2 separate regions of the Anas platyrhynchos genome follow, and region 2 is linked to region 1. The links are chromatin contacts, called in public Hi-C maps. All regions are on one chromosome and are shown on one strand. The core of a region is the stretch at or near the end of the contact, and the rest is flanking DNA. Distances in the headings are between cores, read along the strand shown. Region 1 has its middle 63 kb from the start of HEPH. Region 2 holds the start of LOC119717941.

Region 1 (2,778 bases), core at 194-2,693:
CATAACCTGGGCAGTTCTTTCCTTCCTTTAAGGCTCATAAGAGAATATTCATTAAATTGTATGCCTCCACACTCTAGCTGACCCGGGATGGACCCACCAAACAGACCAAAATATCTCCAGCACCCAGTATCTATTTCCAGCACATCTTTCCTTGTGTGAAGGAGTTCTTGAGACATTCCAGGGCATTTTCCATGCCAGGGAAATTCCATCAGCACATCTCTTCACACTGGAATGTTTCTCAGGCTATTGCCCACAGCAGGGATGCAGGCTGAAATGCCAGCACGTAGTCATCAAGAATTTCTCCACCTTTCCCAGAGCATCTGAGTTGTTTGACATCATTTACTCATTCAGATATGAATCAAAGACTCCTTCAAGCAACAGCATAGAAAATGAAAAGAAGTTCTATTGAGCCTAATGGCTTAATCTTATCCCATGATGTGAGTGAACTTTTGAAAACCCCAGTCTGAAAAGTTCAAATATATAAGTACAAAAATGACTCTTTTACAAGCAGCTTATGGAGCATCGCACAAGTCCATCAAGTTATATAAAAAGAATATTTTAAGCAGCCAGTGATTTTACACAACCTTATCCAGACTGTGAACTTGCACATTCGGCACCAAGAGAGACACAAAATTGCCCATCTGAGCACATTGCCTGAGCAAGGTATTAGTGTCAGAGCACCAATTACCCTGCTGAGCAGGTTACGATGCCACCAGGCGATTAGGCTGCCTGTAGGCTGTCTGCAGGGCAGGCTGGGAGGTCTTAATAGGGTCATGCCTGTTCTCATGGCCTCCTGTCACAGACTGGGTAAATATGGATGTTGAATCTTAAAACTGTTCTACCGAGCATCACTTCTACGCGCTATATTAAGGCTTTACCTAAAGATTTGTAGCTTTTAGTAGATACGAGACCAAATCTAGAGTGACTGATACATGAAAGTGCCTCCACGGCAGGGAACATGCTTTGCACCCAAAGCCACTGCTCCGTGCTCACATTACTAATTGCTCTGGCCTCCTCTAGGATTGTATTTCCATTGCCCTCCTTCTGTCTCCATGCCCCAAACAATCTGCACATCCAGCAGAGCTCTTAAAGCACACAGGGCCCACCTCTGGCTGCCACCTGGCTCTTGGCGGTGGTCAGTGGAAAAAGCACGCGCGCCTGTAGCGAGATGAGCGGGCACCGGCAGGCGGCCAGACCCGACCGGTGCTCACAGAGCGTTTCAGGAGGGGAGGCCCAAGACGAGCGCGCTCCTTGAAATCTCGAGGGAGAACCCGAAACGACCGCGAGGCGCCCCCGCTCCGAGGGCTGCGGGGCCGGGCGGTGAGGGCGGCAGGGCCCCGCTCCGCCGCGGGGTGGCGCTGCCGCCCAACGCCAGCCGCGAGCCCCGCGCCGCGCCGGGCTGCAGCGCGGCTCTGGGCGCAGCGCAGCCGCTGCCCCCCCTGGCTGTGCGTTAACGGGGCCGCTACGCGGGGGCACGGGGCGGCTCCTGGCCGGTGCCGTGCGGAGCGGGCTGCTCGCTGAGCGTGCCGAAGGAGTCCGGCTGCCTTCGCTGCCTCGGGTGGCCGGCTGCTTGGCAGAGCCCCTTTTTCCATGACGGGCGGTGCTGTGGGAACTGCATGGGAACATTCTTTGCAATCCTGGGCTTACAATCTCTCCAGGGAAAGAGCTGCTGGTCTGAAAAATACAAGGGCGACTTTTCAGTCTGGGGTTGGATTTTGTTTTTAAAGTTCGTGTAAAAATAATGCAAATAAAGGCTTGTGCCCGCTCGTGGAGCCCAGAAGACGGAGCGGTGGAGCAGTGGCAGAGACATTTTCCCAGGCAGCTTAGAGCAGTCCTGCTGAATAACAGCTACTGAAGTCAAAGCAGCAGTACTGAATCCTTTGCCCTGGGAATTGCCATCCTACCGGCTAAATGTGACCTTTAGTATTATTTTGTCGGCTCTAGCTGACAGTCAGTTCTGCTAGAACTTGATTAAGAAGACAAAGAAGGGCCTGGTAATTGCAGTAATCCTAGGAAGCTGGTTCATGTCAACATCCCAACCAAGCAATTATCAGAACCATCACAGCCAGCTGCCTGCCTCATCCCTCCCAGTCCCAACATCTCAGTTGTACATCCAAGCACAGTGCGTTTTGGAGAGCAACTCTATTCCCTGAGCTTCTATGAGCAGAGATGCTGGCAGACTCCCAGAATGGACCGGTGCCTGCTCACAGGGTATGTTCTGTGTCTGCACAAGGTTGCCTTCTTGTCAAGCACCTGTCACCTCACTGAGCTGCTGCACAGAGGTAAGCGTCAGGTGTGTTTTTCAAGCAGTAGCTGCCTTCCTCAGCAAAACAGCAGAGACACCAAGACAGAGAACTTGAGGAAGTGGGCTGTCTGTTCTTCCACACAACTACTATCTCTGGTTCATTTTGGCAGGTGTAAGAGAAAATGGACAGTCTTCACAAAGGACAGATTTAGGTGCAGGATCCATTTTGCAAGGGCAAAGCAGGCTTCCAGCACATAGAGGCAGAGCTGCTTTGACCATCAAGACACAAAAATGAGCTCTACTGTTTTCCCCAATTTGCTTTGCTCAGTTTCCTTCAGCCTGACCCAGGCAAATGTAATTCTCTTTATCTGGCAGTTACAGTCCTGTAAATTCTGCAATGGTTTCCAGTACGGATGAGCGCTGGAACGTTTTATGCTACTAGTGCCTCCAGGCAGGGAAAGTGTGAGGGGCAAAAGGGATAGGTGAGTGAAAGACCACACCACACAGCCAGCACTTGGAATGCGGATGAGGTG
Region 2 (2,778 bases), core at 106-2,605, 38 kb after region 1:
AGGGAAGGGAAGGGAAGGGAAGGGAAGGGAAGGGAAGGGAAGGGAAGGGAAGGGAAGGGAAGGGAAGGGAAAGTTCCGCTGGAAAATTTCTGACCATTTTGTATTGCAATAGATTGTAGACAGAAGTAGGACTGGTAGGTTGTGGTTGCAGTCTCTCACCCAAACAGCCAGAATCTAACTGGAGAAAAGATGCAAAGTGGAAAGCCTGAAAAGAAAGAGGTGAGAAAGCTGGAAGGAGGAAGAGGGGGGGGGTCAGGAGAAGATCATGCGATACAGAGGAAATGGCTACAACTTGATGGTTGCAAATACACTGATGTGTACCATTGAGCTGTAACCAAAATTTTCCTCCCGAAGGAATGAATGGACCGCTATGTTGGGCCAGATTTTGGGGGACTGTCTATGGAAATATGTAAGGAATGATACAGCAAAGTGGGAAGCCGACTGGTGTTAGAAGCTGGAAAATCAGGTGAGCAAGGCTATTCCGGTAGATCTGGGCATGAAAGTGAAGGAAGAAATTGGCAATACCTTGTAAAGTTATGCTGAGGTGCCTGGACTTGTAGGGACAACCGCTTTCCAGAGCAAGAACATGACCATCTCTGGCCCCATCAGTTCTTGGTTCTGCTGCTCAGTATGCCCGCAAAAGCTATCTGTTAGCATGAATTTCTGTGTAGCTTTTTCACCATATTTAGCCCCTGACTCCACCCTTGGGCAATACCCACAGTGAAAAGTGAGTTTCTGCACCACTGGGGATAGCAAAAACATCTCCTAGCCTGCATTCTATGCCAGGTTCTCTTTGCGTTGCTTTGTAGTTTTCCAGCCTGCAACAACTTGTGCTTAAACCCTGCCCAGAAACACTTTCAACAGGCAGATCCTGCCCTTTTCCTCCAGCACGACTCCTTTTTTTCTCTTTTTTTCTCCTCAGTGCTTTGAGCAAACAAAGGACCCTCAGGTGAACAAGCAGATGGGTGGATTCATCCCAGCAGGATGAGTCTGGCACATGCCAACCCACCACGCTCTTCGCGCTGGGTGAATTTTCCCACTCGTCGCGTTTCTCTGGAGGGAGCGCAGGCTGGGAGTGCCGGCAGACCTCGCTGCGGCTGCTCGCCCGCGGAGGACCGGGTCGTTCCCCCGGGCACCCACAGCCGGGCGGGCGAGCGGGCGAGGACGGGGCTCATCCCACGGGCTTTCCCACCTCCGCCAAGCCCCAGCCCCGCGTCCCCCCACCGCCCGTGCCCGAGAGGAGCAGGGCGCCGCCCGGCCCCTCCGTCCCTCCCTCCGCCGCCCGGCCCGCCCCGGCCGCCGCGCCCGGCCAATGCCGGCGCCGGGCGGAGCTGCCCCGCTCGCAGCGGCCCCGCGGCTCCGCGGAGCTCCGCTCGCCGCCGCCGCCGCCGCCACCGAGCGCGCAGCTCCCGCCGCCGCCGCCGCCGTGCACCATGCGGCGCGTCGCGCCCCGGCCGCGGGCATGACTCGGCCGCAGCGCCCCGAGCTGCGCCGCGGGCTCCGCGCGGAGCCAGGCAAGTACCGCGGCGCCAGCGCTGCCGGGCTGGCCGCCCTCCGCCGAGCCGGCAACCCCCGCCGGCCTCCCGCTGGGGCGGGGGTCTCCGCCCGTCCCCCGGAGGTGGCGGCGTCCCTCGAGTAGGTGGCGCTGGGCGCCTCGGAGGGTCCGCCGAGCCGGGCGCGGAGGCGCTGGGGCAGGGGGAGCCGCCGGCAGCCGGAGGGGAGGCCGAGGGGCTGGCGTGCTCAGCCCGGCTGCGGAAGGGAAGGGAGGCAGGGGGAGGCGGGAGAGCTCGGGTGCGGGTGCGCACGTGGAGCCGGGGATCCGTCTGTCGTGGGACGGGTCAGGAAGGAAACAGCCGGAAAATTCCCGCAGCACGCAGCTTTGAGAGCGGTTTTGCTTGGGGCGTGTTCGCAGTAGGCTTCTCCAGAGTGGTGGCAGAATCACAGCGCTTTTGCCTCTCCGTGCTTTTGCAGGAGACCCGTCGAATGAGTTTTACGTTTGTGTCAGGTCATCGTGGCAGGCAAAACAGCCCATGTGTTACTGCCTCGTGTTTTGAGACCCGTGTCTCCTGTGGTGTGAAGAGCATGTGGCGGTGGCTCCAGCAAAGCAGAAAGCGTGCTGGTGGGGAAAAGATGCTCAGCCTGTACTGAGTGGCAGTTGCCTCTAGTGATTCTTTTAAAAGCAGTAAAGCAAACAATAGAGTATCGAACTAGCTTGGAGTTAGGCTGAAATAATGGAAAATAAGGGAAAACCGTAAACATTACTCAAAATGCCAGTTTGAAATTCTGAGAACAAATCATCCAGAACAAACAGTAGCTGAGTGGAACAATTTTCTTTGGAGGCTGTTTCCACTGGAATAAATAGCAAGTTCAGTTAAACAAACAAACAAAAAAAAAAGGTCTGCAGTTAGCTGTAATACTAATAGTGCTTGCCAAGGGCTGGAGAGTGCCCAGAACCAAGAGAGACTTGGAAAGATCCATACAATCCAGTGAAGTATTATTGCACCTTTTACTGCCTGTTCTGGGGGTGCTTGTAGCTTTTACCTACAAAGCCCTAACTGGAGCAGTTGAGACTGATGTCTGGTTTTCCCTTTCCTTCCTGTCTTCTATTTTCAGAACATCCCTTAGCATTTCTTTTCCTAATGGGACCCTCTGCTGATGCCTTCTGTGTAATCCAAAGCATTGCTGTGATCTATTTTACCTGCGGATACAGAAAGCAAGGGCCTCGAACAGTCTGTTCTTTGCCTCAGCACCACAGCTGGCTGTTAGCTCACGCAGCTA

What was found. A called contact is a pair of places that touch in the nucleus more often than the background predicts.
Region 2: a contact with region 1 is called in a Hi-C map of subcutaneous adipose tissue, with 4 times the contacts expected there. The contact joins the promoter of LOC119717941 here to the enhancer-like site in region 1. A contact is called at or near these places in 3 of 8 Hi-C or Micro-C datasets (skeletal muscle and subcutaneous adipose tissue).

The regions. Positions count from the first base shown.
Region 1 is chr10:24,817,283-24,820,060 of IASCAAS_PekinDuck_T2T, forward strand. No RefSeq gene overlaps it. Among named protein-coding and RNA genes, the nearest start is that of HEPH, 63 kb to the left of the region's middle. Within about 2 kb of position 1,444, at least 5 of the 8 cell types and tissues checked have an H3K27ac peak or open chromatin away from gene starts, as enhancers often do. A contact at or near this core is called in subcutaneous adipose tissue, where this site is marked.
Region 2 is chr10:24,855,715-24,858,492 of IASCAAS_PekinDuck_T2T, forward strand. It overlaps LOC119717941, which reads left to right and starts at 1,356. Exons shown (of 15, transcript XM_038184637.2): 1 at 1,356-1,514.